Regions from separate parts of the Mus musculus genome. Here region 2 is linked to region 1. A link is a contact called in public Hi-C data. All regions are on one chromosome and are shown on one strand. The core of a region is the stretch at or near the end of the contact, and the rest is flanking DNA. Distances in the headings are between cores, read along the strand shown. Region 1 overlaps Gm46903 (a long non-coding RNA gene). Region 2 holds the start of Xrcc2 (X-ray repair complementing defective repair in Chinese hamster cells 2).

Region 1 (4,110 bases), core at 75-2,574:
TTCCCAAGTGTGACCTCTGGAAAACTCTGCAGCTATAGATGACGTGCTTCTCAATAGGCTAGTGTGGAGGTCAGGTCAAGCCAAATTCTACTAAAACTTAAGACCAGAGCTTGGTGTCCATCTGGTAGATTACTCGCCTAGCAAGCTGCAGAGCCAGGGGACATCCAGCCATGAGGTCATCGGTGGTAGAGTGTTTGCTTGCCACCCACAAGGTTGTAGGTTTTGTCCTGGTCCTGCAAGAAAACAATATATAATTTAAAACATATAATGCTAATATATATATTTGTATGGTGTATATGTGTGTCTGTATGTATGCATGATGTGTCTGTGTGGTTGTTTAGAGGCTAGAAGAGGATGTTGGATGAATTGTCTGACATAAATGCTGGGGACTGAAATTCAGGCCATCTGGAAGAGCAGGAAGTGGTCTTAACTCCAGAGCCACCTCTCCAATCCTGAAGAAAGGATTTCAAAAGTCAAAGTGGACATGACAGAGGCCAGTGAGGTGACTCCACAGGTAAAGACACTTACCCTGTATGCCTGCTGACCTGAGTTCAGTCCCAGAACCCACAGAAAGGTGGAGAAGAGAGCTAACTCCACAGGGTTGTTCTTTGACCTCTATATATGTGTGCTGTACAGCATAAACACCCTCTTCTCCATACCACCCACAATAAATAAGTGAAAAAATTGTTTTTGTTTTTGTCATTCGAGACTGGATTTCTCACTCTGTAGCACAGGCTGGCAGGAACTCAGAGATCTGCTTGCCTCAGCCTCCCAAGGGCTAGGATTAAAGGCATTCACCACTACCACCCAGATAAACAGAAAAAAAAAAAAAAAGAAAGAAAAAAAAAAAAACAACCAAAAAAACCGAGGGTCAGGAGAGATGACTCATCAGCTATGAGCATGGGCTGCTCTTTTAAAGTACCTGGATTTATTTTCCAGCACTCACATGGGAGCTCACAACTGTCTGTAACTCCAGTTTTAGAGGATTTGATACCCTTTTTGGCCTTAGAGTGCACCAGGTGTTCATGTGGTCTACATACATAATACGTACGTACATGCATCCATACAGGCACTCACATGTATACTTTTAAAATCCTTTTAAAAATTGAGAAGATTGGAAAAAGTAAAAGAGGAGAGAAAACATAAGCGGAAGTGTCATGGACCAGCATTCATTGGAACTCTTGTTTCACAATAGAAAGATGAAGGATGACTCAGTGGGAGGGACTGTTTAGAAAAGAAGTCGATTTACTACGGCTTTGCTTTCCCTTCCTGCTGCCAGGAAGGCTCCTGTGAATCCTGGGATTCACACAGAGGCGTCTGCAGAAGCCTTCGGATCACGTGTAACAAAGCCCCATCTGTCTTGCCCTCTCTGAACAGCACTGGCGCTTAGTTCTCTTGTAAATGTTCTGGCAGCTTCATTTCCGCCTCCTGCTTGTATTATCTGCAAATCACAACTACAAAATACTCTCGAGCTATTTTCCATCCTCCTTAGTAGTAAGCAGGGAAGAAATAAACAACATTTAAAATGCACTAATGCAAATATATATGCACGAGAATATTTACTGTAATTGCAGAGATTGGAAACAAATGTTTATTAACTGGCTCAGGCCAGAATACTAATTTAGTAATAATTGTTAAGAGAAGTAAAATACAGATGTGTGTGTGTGTGAGAGAGAGAGAGAGAGAGAGACAGAGAGAGACAGAGACAGAGAGACAGAGAGAGAGACACACAGAGAGAGCACAGAGAGACAGGGATCTGACATGCAAGGTTGTATATGAAGAAGAACAAGTTTCCAGGCCTGATGGCTCACACCTGTATCCTTGGCACTGGGGAAGATGAATTGACAGCATTGCTTTGAGTTGGGGGCTAGCCTGGACTCACAGTGAGTTTGAGGCCAGCTGTGGCTGCAGAATAAAAACCTGTCCACCCTGCCAAAACCACTCAAGTTAGAAGCAGGCAGATCTCTATGAGTTCCAGATGCTACATAGTTAGTTTGGGGGCATTCAGGACTATATAGTGAGACCCTGTCTCAACCCCGCCCCCCCCAACAATAAACAAATAACAACCAGGCTAGAGGGACAACTCACTGGGTAAAGGTACTTGCTGCCAAGTCTGGGGACTTGAGTTTGATTCCTGAGACGCACATGGTAGAAGGAGATAATTGAGTCTCCAAATTGTCTTCTGACCTCCAAGCATGTGCTGTGACTTCTATTCTCCCCAAATCCCTTCCCTGAACCCACAAATTGGTTAATAAATGTAGTAAAACATTAAAATAAATAACCCAAACATACACTAGAAAAAAAGACTAGTGGGAAAAGCAGTGAATAGTCTAATCTCCAGAGAAAACCGGCATATGTTTTTTGGTTTTTGGGTTTTCTTAGATTTATTTATTTATTTTACACATATGAATACACTGTAGCTGTATTTAGACACACCAGAAGAGGGCATCAGATCCCATTACAGATGGTTGTGAGCCACCATGTAGTTGCTGGGAATTGAACTCAGGACCTCAGGAAGAGCAGACGGTACTCTTAACTGGTGAGCCATCTCTCCAGTTTTACTGCTTATCTCTGCACAAGGACAACTGTGGTCACCTAGGTATGCGTAGAGGGCAGTGAGCTGATGTAGGGGGAGCTGCTGTTCCCCTAATTGGTTCTTGATTTGGTCAATAAAGAAGGCAGAAGCTAATGCTGGGCAAAAGGAAAAAGGTGGGACTTCTGGGTCCCAGGAGGAGTTAGAGCAGACCCAGGGAGATAGAGGGGAGAAGTCAGGCCAGGTTTTGGAATGACAAGTACGCAGCAGCCATGTAAGGTCTTGTGGCAACCAGAACCTGTGGCCTCCGCAAGTCATAATCTTTTTCTCTAGCTAGTTGTGGTCCAAGATTGAATCCCATTATCACCGAAAACAAACCATAGCAAAACACCCAAACAAAACCAAATGGCAAGAAACCCTCATTGTCTCAGAGAGTAGGAAGTCCAGGGTCCACGTGACTGGGATGTGCCGTTCAGTGGTTCTCAGCATAAAGACTGGGCTGCAACACCTATACCTGATGGGGTCACAGAGTCTGCTTCCCAGTGGCCCATGACGGGGGTCACAGAGTCTGTTTCCCAGTGGCCTGCCTGCCAGGCTAGTGGCAGGACAGGTCTGCTTTTTCCACATGGCCCTCTCACCACAGGGTCAGAATGGACGCAAAACAAGGAGAGAGTCACACGTTCCAGGACCACTGCTGTGGACCTCACAAGGCAGGACCGTGACACCATGGGCACCGACATTGAGGGGTTGTCACTGGGGCCCATCTGGAAGGCCGGCTGCCAATGCCTTTGGTGGTAATTTGTGAGAGGACCTCAGGCAGGAAGCTCCTAGGGCTAGAGGTATAGGTCAGACTGGACTCCGTGGGCTAGGGCTCAGTGGGAGAGAGTTAATTGGCCCACAAAAGCCCTTCTCCCAGGACAACTCATCTGCCAGGCTCTGGCCCGAGTCCTAGAATCGGGCTGCTCTCTTTATTTGAGGGGGGGGGTGTTGGTGTTTACGGCAGATGTCTGGGTCTCCCATCATTTCTCTCCCTGCTTCAGAAGAGGTCAAGGAGATGGGAGAGGACATGGACAGGTGGGTCCTAAAAAGGCTGGTTTGGACCAGTCCTGATTCAAAGGCACCAAGATCTTGGAAAGGAAGCTGGCGGTGCGCCCTTAGAGAGAGCTGGGTCCAGCTTTCCTCCTTTGAGGAGCTCTGCACCTGATTAACAATTCTGCTCAAGATGGATTAAGCTGCTGGAGCCTCTCTCCATTTAGGAGTGCCAGCTCTCTCCTCTTTGTACTCTGCTCCAGTCCCACCCCCACCCTCACTCCCAGATTGCTTTTGGGGCAACTTTGAGTCCAGCATACATTGGGGTTCCCCTGGAAGGGCAGAAGAGGCTGACTCCCCTCAAGGTCAGAGATGAGGAGAGACAAGGGCCATGATTATGAGAGGAACTCAACTTTGGAAGCCTCACTGGGGAGCTGAGGACACAGCTCAGGTGCTAGAGTGCTGGGTTAGCATTACAAGGCCCTGAGTTCAACCCCCAGCACCAAATACACCAGACATAGTGTCAGACAGCTATAATCTCAGCACTG
Region 2 (3,676 bases), core at 420-2,919, 96 kb after region 1:
GTGTATGTGTGTGTGTGTGTGTGTGTGTGTGGTGAGTGTGTGTGGTGTGTGTGTGGTGTGTGGTGTGTGTGTGTGTGTGTGGTGTGTGTGCATGTGTGTGTGTGTGTGTGTGTGTGTGTGTGCGTGTGTGTCCGTCAGGCTGGGTTTACACAGGGAGATGCGTACTCCACCTATTTCTTAAAGCTCGCTTCCCAACATTGTCTTTGTTCCGACTCTACAGAACCACTGGCTGTTCCCCTAAAGCAACCTTCTTAACGCTTCAACCCCGTAGCACAGTTCCTCCTGCTGCAATGACTCCCAACCATACAATTATTTTTGAAGCTACTTCCTAACTGTCATTTTATTACTGTTATGAATTGTAATGTAAATATTTTTTGAGATAGAGGACTGCGAAAGGGGCAGTGACCCACAGGTTGGAACTGCTGCCCTTGCTAAGTTCAGACCATACCTGAGCTGCTCCCTCCTCAGCAGCAAACCACTGAACAGTCCTTACAGTGCCAGTTCAGGGGCTGGGAACGGTAGCTCTGGTGGCAGATCCCATGCCTAGGAATCATGAAAGCCTGGATTCCATCCTTGGCAGTGGATAACAGGGCACTGTAGCACACACTTGTAATCCTAGCATTCCGGAGGCAGGACGGTCAGAAGTCGAAGGTTAGGGGCCAGAGAGATGGATTTCAGTTAAGAATGGGTTTTGCTCTTACAGAGAACATGAGTTTGGCTCAGATAACTCAATTGCTAATAACCCCGGCTCCTGATCATCTGACACCTTTTCCTCTGGCCTCCAAATTCATCTACACACATGGGTACATACCAACCCACAGACACACATTCATTTACATAATTTCTACAAATAAATAACTAGGACAAGGTTATACTCAGCTGCACGGCAAGCTCAAGGCCAGCGTGAGCTACCTGGATCCCCTCTGAATACATTTAAGTTAGCTCCTCCTACAATTTGTCTTACCCTCTTTTGGAGAGGCATGCTTTTACCATATGCTGTATATTTTACAGAAGCTTCGATTATTACATTTTGTTTTGTGAGAGAGGGTCTCACTATAGAGCCCTGACTGGCCTGGACCTACCTATATAAAGGCTAACTTCAAACTCATAGAGATCTGCCTGCCTCCGCCTCTTTAGTGCTAGGATTAAAGGCGTGTACCACCATGCCTGTTGATTAATTTTGTTGTTGTTGCTTCTTATTCCCAACTCTTGGCTGACAGTACTCGAACAAGTAACACACGTTAACGTTTAACGGTTCCTGAGTGAAATGGCTTGCGTGGCTCTGGAGAGATAGACGACAGGGGTATTCTGGGATACAGAAGGCCGGATGCCACAAACAGGTTAGTTAGAGGTGAAGCAAGCTACCTAAATTTAGAAAACGTCTACTGATGCCTCAACTGGTGGTCCTCCCTTCCCCAGCTCCTGCTGCACGGCTCGCCATCCCTGACCGGTTCACTGGCGGCTGTCGCGCCGCCCCACGGTGGCCCTGGGCGCCGCTCGGCGACCTCCCCCTGTAGTGCGCGGCCCTCCCGTCGCCCCGCGGCTCTCACCTCTGTCCCGGATTCCGCTCTGCGAAAGTCGCTACACATCGCCCGGCCAGCTCCGCGGGTTCAACCTACCCGCCAGCAACGCCATTTAGCAAAAGCGCGAAAGACGCAGCCAGTCAAAGCAATGACCCTGTGTGCGCGTGCGCACTGTGCGGGCTCGGAGCCAGAGAAGCCGAGGGCATGCGCAGTAAAGCTGCGGCGCCCTCTTGGTGACGCCAGTCTCCTGCGTTTCCTTTAGTCCTTATGGTCCTTATGTTATCTTCAGTTACTCATCTCGACGGGTCTTTATCAGGCAAAATTAACATGTACGTGATTTCTAAATCTTATTTAGTTTTTTGTTTTTGTTTTTTAGAGACGAACTTCCTATGTAGTCGTGGCTGTCCTGGAATTCACTATGTAGACCAGGCTGGCCTCGAACTCACAGAAGTCTGCCTGCCTCTACCTCCTGAGTGCTGGGATTAAAGGCGATCACCACCACTGCCCGTGCTTACTTGTTCTAAAGAAACTTAAAGTACATCTTCCTGCCACGGTTGTGTATGCCTGTGATCCTAGCACTCGGGAGGCTGAGGCAGAGAATCACCAAGAGTCGGATCAGGCTATAGTTTGGGCTGTAGTATGAGATTGTGTCTCAAAGGTACTAGGACAAAAGTTTACTGATTTGGGCTTTTGGTGTGTCAGTGGTCCCAACAACTCCTGAGGCTGAAGCCAGATAATAGTTCGAGCCCAGGAGACTACTCTGGGCAGAACAGCATAACCAGATTAACAGGAGAAGTAACACCGTTACTGAGCAAGCTCGCTCTTCTTGTCCTTTCTTGAGGCAAAAGCCTATGACTGGCTGTGGTATTTATAGATAACTGGGGTGGGAAGAGAAAAATGTATATTGAATTGAAAAGAACTGTGGAAATACACTGAGCCTGTGAAGTTTTCAAGCTCTTGGTTTGGTTAGGTTTGTTGTTTGCCTTTTGTTTGTTTTCTTTCTTTCTCTCTCTCTCTCTTTCTTTCCTCCTTTCTTTTCTCTCTTTTCTCTCTTTTCTTTCTTTCTTTCTTTCTTTCTTTCATTCTTTCTTAGATATTTTCTTTATTTACATTTCAAATGCTATCCCCAAAGTCCCCTATACCCTCCCCTCGCCCTGCTTCCCAACTCACCCACTCCCATTGTCTGGCCCTGGCATTCCCCTGTACTGGGGCATATGATCTTTGCAAGACCAGGGTCTCTCCTTCCATTGATGGCCGACTAGGCCATCCTCTGCTACATATGCAGCTAGAGACACAGCTCTGGGGGAGGGGTACTGGTTAGTTCATATTGTTGTTCCTCCTATAGGGTTGCAGACCCCTTTAGCTCCTTGGGTACTTCCTCTAGCTCCTTCATTAGGGGCCCTGTGTTCCATCTGATAGATGACTGTGAGCATCCACTTCTGTATTTGCCGGACACTGGCATAGCCTCACAAGAGATAGTTATTTTCTTTTGTTTGTTTTTCTCAAGTTCTAGAAATACAGGCCAGCAGCACTCCTATGAGATTCTAGGCATTGGCACTTTAGTGCATGCTAGTTAAGCACTCTTGCAGATGAATTATATTCCCTGGCCCATTGTGTTAAGATCTTGGGTGGAGGAAGGAGTGGAGAGGAGAATAGTTTTCTTAACTGTTGCCTGTCAAACGCCCACTGATTAGATAGATAGAATATTTATACTCTGTACATCTCTGAGTACAAATCTTATGTGTACAGTACACATGAATGTCTGTACAAGACATACTACCACGCATCAGATTTGAACTTTTCTAGGAGCGTGTCACAGTAGACATGCCTGAATGGAGTTTACAACTTACTAGGTCAGTTGCTGGAACTTTCCTGAAAATTCCCTTTCCAACAGATTTGTAGGTTGTTTTCTTATGAAAAGGTGTGAGGTTGGCTCTGTGTCATTTCTCTGTCTCTTGTCATATTCTTGAAGAATTATCTGTGGTGGCTAGTTTATGTCATCTTGCCATAACTAGAATGTTTTGAAAGTTGGTGCCTCCATAAGATTTGACTGTTTTCTCTCTCTCTCTCTCTCTCTCTCTCTCTCTCTCTCTCTCTCATCCTGTTGTTTTTTTTTTTCTAAAGACAGGGTTTCTCTGTGTAGGCCTGCTGTC

The links. Hi-C and Micro-C count contacts between places; a contact is called where the count stands out from the background.
Region 2: a Hi-C map of neural progenitor cells shows a contact between it and region 1, with 1.8 times the contacts expected there. The contact joins the promoter of Xrcc2 here to the enhancer-like site in region 1. A contact is called at or near these places in 2 of 39 promoter capture datasets (the 3T3-L1 cell line and hippocampal neurons), 7 of 484 Hi-C or Micro-C datasets (adipose-derived mesenchymal stem cells, cortical neurons, embryonic fibroblasts and 4 more), 4 of 115 datasets of contacts at active chromatin or transcription factors (astrocytes, embryonic stem cells, extraembryonic endoderm stem cells and 1 more) and 1 of 9 other capture datasets (adipose tissue).

The regions. Positions count from the first base shown.
Region 1 is chr5:25,608,812-25,612,921 of GRCm38.p6, forward strand. It overlaps Gm46903 (a long non-coding RNA gene), which reads right to left. Exons shown (of 2, transcript XR_001784824.2): 2 at 1-233. Among named protein-coding and RNA genes, the nearest start is that of Gm42235, 3.6 kb to the right of the region's middle. Within about 2 kb of position 1,325, at least 54 of the 459 cell types and tissues checked have an H3K27ac peak or open chromatin away from gene starts, as enhancers often do. A contact at or near this core is called in adipose-derived mesenchymal stem cells, cortical neurons and neural progenitor cells, where this site is marked.
Region 2 is chr5:25,704,128-25,707,803 of GRCm38.p6, forward strand. It overlaps Xrcc2 (X-ray repair complementing defective repair in Chinese hamster cells 2), which reads right to left and starts at 1,670. Exons shown (of 3, transcript NM_020570.2): 1 at 1,551-1,670. The coding sequence starts at 1,589.